Linked DNA regions of Zea mays: all the other regions are linked to region 2. The links are chromatin contacts, called in public Hi-C maps. All regions are on one chromosome and are shown on one strand. The core of a region is the stretch at or near the end of the contact, and the rest is flanking DNA. Distances in the headings are between cores, read along the strand shown.

Region 1 (3,055 bases), core at 98-2,597, 150 kb before region 2:
TGCTATGGATGACAGATGAGACATGTGATAGAATAAGTAAAACCATCACCTGATAACCAGATGCTTTCTCAAATGTAGCAAATGGAGGGAGATGCTTATCAAACCTGAATGTCTCTTACACTGTAAGCTCTCCTCACCCCAAACGCTGCCTCAAAGTCCACCCCTTGGAAGTCTAGAAAGTTTGGCCTGACAGGTCCATTCATCCAATCTGCTGAGTTGAGACATCTATAGAAGCCTGGGCACGATAGGCTGTCGTCACGCTTGGAGCCAAATTGTGGAAAACTCTGCTGCCTCCCCAAAACAATCAATACTTTCTTATGCATTCAAGAAAAATATATTTATTACTCACCATTACTGTCGGTGCCTGGCCCTGGCCCTGGCACGCGCCCTCCTTGGCGTCACGGTTTCCCACCGTGACCCTCCTACATATAGAGGAAGGCCTCGCCCTAAGAGTGGCATCTCGGTGGAGGGCGAGGCGGGCATATGAGAACATGCCCGTCTTCCTCGATCTCGTGCTTCAGACCCGGAAGAGAAGGGGATGCGAATACCTGGTCGGTGCTCTTGCGGGGCGGTTGCAGAGCGAGGAGGGGGGCAGAGATGCGAGCGCGTGCGGCTGCTACGAGCGTGGAACAGACATGGGGATGACGATGGAGGAGCGGAGAGGCGGCGATAGCGGGAGCAGCGCATGGGTTGAGGCTCATGGGAGCATGACGCTAGGGTTTTGCGACGCGACATGCGACGGGGGTGCAGAGGGGTCCTTCCTGAGGTGCGCGCGGCGGAAATGCAGCGATGACGAGGTTCTCTTCGCAGGCGAGCACGTGGTCGAGGCGCGCGCGGGACCAAAGCCAGTCAACGCCGACGGGGCGGGAGCAGGTAGTCCGCGGCGGACGACTCCTTGCCGCGCTTCCCGCCGCCGCAAAAGAAGTAGCCGCGCGTGCGTAGGTGGAAGAGGTCCCTCGGCGGTGATTGGGGGGATATCGCAATGGGGGAACTAGGGTCGCTGGGTAGGTGGGGGCATCGCATCGGCCATACGACATTCTGGGCAGCGATCTCGACGGGATTCTCACGGTGTTACGGAGGTGGTCGGGGGAGAGATAGAACATGGTGCACGTAGAGGTGGTAATGGATCGTGATCCAAATAGTTCTTCACAAAATGTCAAGGCCATAAATAAATTATAGTTCAAAAATGACTAGAAATAAAGCCCGATCCTAACCCGCTTCGATCCTTAAATCTTATAGTGCAAAAATTATAGCCCATTGTCAGCCCTAGGTGCACGGTATGAACACCTACACACCGTGCTTATAGAGTAGTAGAGGTATACCATTCTGCGTCTGATTGTATACTTGGTTCACAAGCAAAAATCGTCCAGTGTTTTTTTTTTCGTTCTTTGCCGTTTCTGCACACAAGTACTAGTCGTCTCCTAGTCCTCTCCTCTGTACTAGTCGTCGAGTCTGCTTCCATTCTGTTCAAGTTAGCGCCGCTAATCCGCTCCCTATTCACCATCCAATCCAATCGGCTTCCCCCAGGCACCCATGGCGACGGCGGTGGAGGTTCCCGTGGAGGCGCCGGTGAGTGCTGCTGCTGCATCATCCCTCCCTCTCTGAACCCTCTTCCGGTGGGCGGTGGCGCGCTGGATCCGGTTCGCCTCATGCCGGTGCGGGGGCGCCGACGCACCCTACCGCCCGTGAGAGTTTTGCCTAGGCTTAACCGCCTCCCGCCCACCCCGAGTGCGTGCCTGGGCCGAGTTCCTTGCTGGCCTGCGGGAGAAGCTTGATGCAGCGAGCAAGCTTCGCTGCCGATCCGGCGGGGCTAGGGTTCGTTTGTATCTGGGCGTAGTTGGATTGCAGCGTAGCTTGCTCGTATAGTCGCATACTCGCATGTATCTGCGAGACCGAGTGGAAACAAAGAGATAGATGAGCACGCACTGCGCGGGAGCATGCCCGCGTCGCGTGCTTCGCAGATCGACATCATCGGGGACTAGTAGCTTAGGCTCCCAACGTTGTGGGTTCGGTCCAGAGGATTTGCTGCAAGTAGTCTTACCAGTATAGGCTAGTTTACATCACTGTTGAATGATTTGTGACATGGTCTAGATCTTGCTGTGACTCTAGCAGTCTAGCAATCACTATAGGGGTGCGCGGTTGTGAATGAGAAGATACTAAGCGCTGTGATACGCCCAGGGGATTGCTGCGAGTAGGATCATACCGTACTAGTTGATACCATACCATACTAGTAACTAGTTGTCTAGTTGATACTTGATACCCACACACGATTTGTTACATGTTTTAGAGTTTGATTTGACTACCAGGTTCTGCAACTGCAAAAGCATTCACGGACTACCAAATGCATATGCCTTTACCACTCCTTCATTGAATCATTGGGACTAATGGTGCCAGACCGCTTGAGAAAATAATCTCTAGCCATGTGGGGATAGCATTCTGAGGAGACAATACCTTTATATGCATGCAAGTTTGAAAGGAATACTTGGATCCTCTATTCCTCTCTGCCGTTTATACAGTTGTCAAAAAAAGTCAATGAGATCTAGCTCATGAGCTTTACAGGCATCCCAATGGTAGTATCTACTAAGCTTGCTTCTACGATAGAGATAATGTTTGTCTTTTTAATGCTTCTCAGCTGATTTTCACAAGCCTGGGTATGGTTTACATGTATGCAAATGAGAAAGCTCAAGTCAATAGGCCAAAGGAACTAATATCCACTGATTTTCGCAATTGTCCCTTCCCTCGTTTTGTCAATCATTATAGTCTTCAGTACTTATTTCAAAACTCATATTAATGTTCCATTTATTGCAGGTGAGGACAGTGAAGGTCACCAATGTCTCTCTTAGTGCAACTGTGCAAGACATTAAGGAGTTCTTTTCCTTTTCAGGAGATATTGATCATGTGGAGATGCAGAGGTTCGTAAAACCTGTCCAACTAGGCCGCCCCTTCTGTTTTCATGTCCATACGAGCCCTTGATTGCCATCCTCATTAGCTTGTTTCTCTTTACTTTGGCAGTGGTGATGAGTGGTCCCAAGTTGCATATGTCACTTTCAAAGAT
Region 2 (2,855 bases), core at 279-2,778:
GAGAATCAGGGATGGCGGTGGGGTAGCTGCCAAGCAGGGCATCAATAACAGAGCATCACGCACGGTGTTTAGTGTTTACTAGGAGAGCATCGAGCATGTATCCAGGAAAGGGAGACTGTCAAAGATGGCGAGTGATGAGTGGTGGCGTTGCAATCAGTCAGTCGGAATGGGATGTGCCCTTTTGTGGGGGCATTCACGTCGGATCATGTCACTCATCACAGTCTGACTGACTCTGATGACTGTACATGCTCTGAGCTTTTAGCCTGGCTGACAGTGATTATTCACCAATCACCACTGCCTTTACCTTCCTCTCCTGCGCGCGGGACGTCGTCGTCGACCGTCGTTCTACCCTGTCTCAGTCTGGTCTGGCCTTCTTTTGATACTCGATAGCTCTCCTGTCTGACTGCTTCGTTTACAAAAGTAACAGCAGTGAATTGCTTGCGACTACAAGTGCAATGCATGCCTATGTGAGTTATATATACTTCTTAATTTCTGGTACTACTAGTAGAGCATCTTCACAGTACTCTTCATTTTTTTTCTCTTTATTTGACTATCTATTTACTTTTCTATAAAGATTACATTCTATGTGTAACATCTCAATCCAATAGACTATCTATCTAGTTTAGCTAGTCAAGTTTGGCCTGTGAGGGAGAGCCAATTTAAAGAGACAAATAGCTTGATGAGTTATTTAGATGGTTACTTTGTTGTATATATGTAGTTATTTTGCTGTTGATTAGATAAAATTTGGCTTGACGAGCCATTTAACTATTCATATTCTATATATACAGCTGTCATAACGGTTATGTTCTAGATTTTGGTGATTTCAGTACAAGTAATACTCCTATTTAGCAGGCAAAGGGATGAGGATTAATTAACCAGCCTGGGATAGAAAATCGACAGCTATCCATTGCTGCTGGCTAGCTAATGCTGCTCCGGTGCACCCATGCGCCACAAGCTCACACGGCCGTGGGGCCCGGTGCGTGCAGGTGCAGGTGTCGACGAGGACAATGACACGTGGGGCCCGGCCCATCCTCGGTAGGAGCAGAGCGGAGCGAGCGTGCAGGGGAGGAGGGAGGAGATCGAGGATTAGCGCACTGACTCACCGCCGGACGAAGGAGGCGATGAAGGCGTCGGGCTTGCCGGACTTGAAGGCGCGGAGGAAGGCCCACATGCCGCCGACCAAGGGCCACCCCATCTCCCCCGGCGGCAGCCGCGCCCGCCGCGCCGCGCCCAGCGCCGCTTCCCTGTACCACCCGTGCGCCCTCCGCGCCGCGGCGTCCACCACCACCAAAGCCACGGCGCCGACCAGCACCGCCTCAGCCGCCTCCCTGTACCACCAGTGCGCTCTCCTCGCAGCGGCGTCCGCGAGCAGCAACGCCACGGCCCCGAGCAGCACCGCCGCGGCCATCCCCACACCCAGCATCCCGGCCGATCGAGGGGGTATATGGATGGGAATGCCGGAATGGAACGAAGGACGATGCTGTGGTGCGTGCGTTTGCGAGGGCAGGGGAGGGGAGGAGAGGCAACCGCCAGCCGGCAGCTCTGCACGCAACGCCTCCTGTTTATATATAGGCAGAGATGTGTAACGCCACACCCTCTGTCTCTGTCTGTGCTAGAAATCAAACACCATTACGTTCCAAAAATGAAATCAAACACCCACCATGCACGCCTGTATAGAGAAATTCTTCTTGAAAGCAAAAGCTCTTAATTGGTAACGTACGGTTTTTTCTTTTTTGGTCCTCGGAGTTTTATATCATCATCATCATCGATCACCCGGCATATAGGCCGGATGCCTTGTAGTATTATGCAGACGCAAGTAAGTGGCCGGCTTTTGGATTTTAAGCTGTGTGCTACCTGTCGACCTGGCCTGAATGCCTAATAATGATAGGACAAATGACAAGCCCGTAAAATACTATGTACTACTCTCTGGGTTCCAAATCAAATTGAAAGATATATAAATTTATTTGTTACATATCCAGACATATAGATTGCCTCTAAATATATACTAAAAATAATATGTCTAAAATGAGATGGTTTATAATTTGTAATAAAAGGCTACTATATATATACTTAACAACTGTTGCTGGCACGACATTAAGATACCAAAGGTATTATAGAAATTCATAAAGTTGGTCATAATGTTAACATTACTGCAAACATAAAAGTGATGATTTTATAGAGGTTAAGGTGGTCCAAGTATAATACTCTACGTCTTTTTTATGGTGCCCATTTAATATATAATAATTAAGAGTGTAACGACGACGATATTATGATTTCCCTGCTCTGCTCTGGAGTCTGGAGTACAAGAGGAATCATGCGAAGATATGATCTCAATCTCTTTATTATATATGTTTCTGAAAGAAAAAAAAAGAGAGAGAAAATAAAAAAAGTTGCTTGTCGTTTTCCGCGCACTTCGGAGAATCATGCAGCAGTAAAATACGAACGACGGATGGAGGCTTAACGTACAAAAAGTGACGGATGGATTCGGAGGAGGCCAGCTAGCTAGCAGTGCAACTTTTGGCGCGCATCTGCAGCATGGCCGTACCCGTACGTCATCGGTCAATTCATGTACGTACGTAGGAGTACTGCTGGTACTCCACGTGAGACATGGAGGCACAAGTGTACGGCCGGAGTACTGCGTGAGCTAGCGCGTAGCCCGGTGCTGCATGTACGCGCGTGTATGTCGCCACCCACGCACAAGTACTCCGTTGCCACTTCCGGACATGCATGCAATGCATGGGTACATGCATGTCAGAGATGTTCAAGTAACGAGATGCTTGCCCAGTAGCTTTTTTTCTCTCTTTTCGCCGCCGTAAGTGGTGGTCAACAATGCAATTAATTAACGCAAATCCCAC
Region 3 (3,105 bases), core at 385-2,884, 130 kb before region 2:
GGACCGAGGCTACAGCCCAAGCACGACACGACGTTCTTGGCTCTTGCAAGCATTATGTCGTTTCTGAGACCACATTGGCGCAATAGACTCCATGATGTTTGAGGTTGCTGAATTGGATGGAGCAACAATGATTTGTCATACTAACAGTAAAATGAAAGGTTATTTGTTGGTTTTAAACGTTAGTAATTACTACGAAGTAGCATAATTTATATTAAGCGCATCCAGATTTTATTGATGTCTGACTTTAGCAATCACTCCATATTTTGATATATCTTTTTTATAAGTTTGAGTTCATGTGACTTATTTTACAAACTTGACCTCACAAACTTTCTCTTATTTAGTCTCTATATGGTGGAATTATGTCATTTTATAATCTCTGTTCATTCAGTCAGTCGTTGTGCTTCTAATCGCTCACTTCATTGGCCGTGTTGTAACAAGACATGTTGGATAGAGTAAATAATAACATCAGTTAGACAAATCAAAAAATATTATACAGAGAGCGGAGACAATTAATAAAAAATCTTAATTTTTTTTGTAGATAGTTTACATGGGTATTGTTATAAGCAGTCACAACGTACGAGCAACCGACTAGTATATATAAATGTTTGGGTTCGGTGCTAGTCAACCATCATATCATCTGCAGGTCACCACCACCACCACTTTGCATTTGCATTGGCAAAATAGAGCAGTTAGCAGATAGCTAGCATCAGGGCCAGCTGGGCCAATGGTGAGCACACAAATCCATTGGCGTGGGCCCCACTTGTTGGAGGGGTAGGTGGTGGGTCCCCTCGATCACGCGGGCATGCATCCCAAATTTCTGTCTCCTCCGGTCGTGTGCGTGTCAAGCATCTCTTAATTATAAGGTGAGATTGGCAACCTAATTAAATTTGCGTTTGCATGCGTGTGACACACACAATAACACGCAAAATAGTTCCTTGTTCTGTGCTCCTTGCTAGCTGGGGGCGATCGACGTACGTACGTGTCATGGTCAGGTCAGGTCGCATGAACAACAACACCTGCCCCCGCTCGTCCCCTCACGGCCTAAACAACAATTAATATGCGCGCTTTTAATACTAATATAAGCTATACGAATTAATTAACATGCATGCATGTCGCCCTCGTAGAGACATATATATTCTATAGTATAGTATGAGAAGTCGTCGTAGGTAGTACTAGTAGAGTATATGCACATGAAATATAAACAAAACCCGTCCAAGAACAGTAGTACGTAGTATCTAGCATATGTACATCGCGTACGGTATGCATGTATACGACGACGTAGCTCGTACGTACGTTCACATCGCTACGCTGCAGCAGCGCGTGCATGCATGAGTACACATGTATTTTATGTACGTGTGTGGAGTCGTAGAGAGAGAGAGAGAGCTAGCTAGCTAGATGGCATCGTCACATCGCAAGGCGGACGACGTCTTGTTGGACTAATGCAAGCTCCTAAGGTCAGCACGGAGAAAGAGAGTCCAGGACCTTGCTTTTGGACGGCCGCCGGCACCACCTATGCACCATGCAGCTTCCTCGCTCACAGCAGCCCGTGCAGGCATGCTTTTGCCGCCATGCACGTCACCTCCGTACCCTAGCTGATAAACCTCTATAAAACCCCCCACTCCCTAGCTGCCATCCACCCAACGAACCCCACCTTCTTCGTTGCCTCTCTTCCTCCCTCTCCTCTCTTCCTTCCTCTCGATCGATCGTCATAGCAATCCAAGCTAGCAAGCCCGTCCGTCGTCTCTCGTCCAAGAAGCATACAACTACTAATGGGGAGGTCACCGTGCTGCGACCAGGACGCGGGCGTCAAGAAAGGCCCGTGGACGCCGGAGGAGGACAAGCTGCTGGTGGACTACATCAACGGCAACGGCCACGGGAGCTGGCGCCGCCTGCCCAAGCACGCCGGCCTCAACCGCTGCGGCAAGAGCTGCCGCCTCCGCTGGACCAACTACCTCCGCCCGGACATCAAGCGCGGCCGCTTCACCGACGACGAGGAGAAGCTCATCATCCACCTCCACTCCCTCCTCGGCAACAAGTGGTCCGCCATCGCCACCAAGCTGCCCGGCCGGACCGACAACGAGATCAAGAACTACTGGAACACGCACCTCCGCAAGAAGCTGCTCGCCATGGGGATCGACCCCGTCACGCACCAGCGCCGCACCGACCTCAACCTCCTCGCGGCCGGCGGCTTCACCAACCTCCTCGCCGCCGCCAACCTCGCGGCCGCCGCCGCTGGTGGCGGCCAAGCAGCTGGACCTGGAGGACCGCTCGCCGCCGCGCATGCTAGCTCCTGCTGGGACATCAACGCTCTCAGGCTCCAGGCCGACGCCGCCAAGTACCAGCTCCTCGAGGGCCTCGTCCGCGTGCTCACCGCCCCCGCCGCGCCCACCGTCGACCTCATGTCCCTCCTCGCCGCCGCCAATAATGGAGGCGCGCCCAGCGGCGGCGGCGGCCACCAGCAGCTGCTCGCCGGAGTGGACCAAAGCACCGCCAGCAGGGTCGTGCAGCAGTACGACGGCATGCTCAGCCTTCCAGCGCTGACCAGCGCCGTGCCGGCGGTGACGCAGGGCATGCCGTCCTCCTCCGCCTACTCCCTCTCTGGGCTCCTCAACGGCTTCTCCGGCGGTGCCGGGACTACGGCCGCTTTCGCCGGGGACGGGCTCAGCTCCACGGAGCTCGGCCACAGCGGGGCCACCACCGGGAGCAACGTGACTGCCGCCGCGATGCCGCCACCTTTGGCAGCGGCGGCCAAGGGGTGCAGTGCAGGCAACGGCGGCGCCACGTCGTCGACCCCATCCCCGTACGAGGAGACGCCGGCGTCGAGCCCGTTCGACGGCCTGGACAGCCTCACGCTGGATTTTGACCCCAACAACGACAGTTGGAGAGAATTGCTAGAGTGAGTATACCACCTATAGCATCGATCTAGCATACCATGCCATGCATGCATCAACTGTAGTGTTTGCTTATGTATATTTTCTAGCTACAAAGCAGTATACATGCATGTAAATTATATACATACTAGCTAGACTAAGATTCAAAAAAAAAAAAAAAACTTTAGCGTACTAAATAGCATGTGTGTAGATACATATCCTGATTTAATTTGCT

What was found. Hi-C and Micro-C count contacts between places; a contact is called where the count stands out from the background.
Region 1: a Hi-C map of leaf shows a contact between it and region 2, with 5 times the contacts expected there. The contact joins the promoter of LOC100283415 here to the promoter of LOC542580 in region 2. A contact is called at or near these places in 10 of 25 Hi-C or Micro-C datasets (bundle sheath, ear, endosperm and 3 more) and 1 of 3 datasets of contacts at active chromatin or transcription factors (leaf).
Region 3: a contact with region 2 is called in a Hi-C map of ear, with 2.7 times the contacts expected there. The contact joins the promoter of LOC103638172 here to the promoter of LOC542580 in region 2. A contact is called at or near these places in 4 of 25 Hi-C or Micro-C datasets (ear, leaf mesophyll, root tip and 1 more) and 1 of 3 datasets of contacts at active chromatin or transcription factors (leaf).

The regions. Positions count from the first base shown.
Region 1 is chr9:28,627,672-28,630,726 of Zm-B73-REFERENCE-NAM-5.0, forward strand. LOC100283415 reads left to right here and starts at 1,348. Exons shown (of 5, transcript NM_001156316.2): 1 at 1,348-1,569; 2 at 2,809-2,912; 3 at 3,013-3,055. The coding sequence starts at 1,534.
Region 2 is chr9:28,780,719-28,783,573 of Zm-B73-REFERENCE-NAM-5.0, forward strand. LOC542580 (dwarf plant 3) reads right to left here and starts at 1,529. Exons shown (of 6, transcript NM_001112116.2): 1 at 1,104-1,529. The coding sequence starts at 1,423.
Region 3 is chr9:28,651,098-28,654,202 of Zm-B73-REFERENCE-NAM-5.0, forward strand. LOC103638172 (transcription factor MYB2) reads left to right here and starts at 1,635. Exons shown (of 2, transcript XM_008661155.3): 1 at 1,635-2,896. The coding sequence starts at 1,770.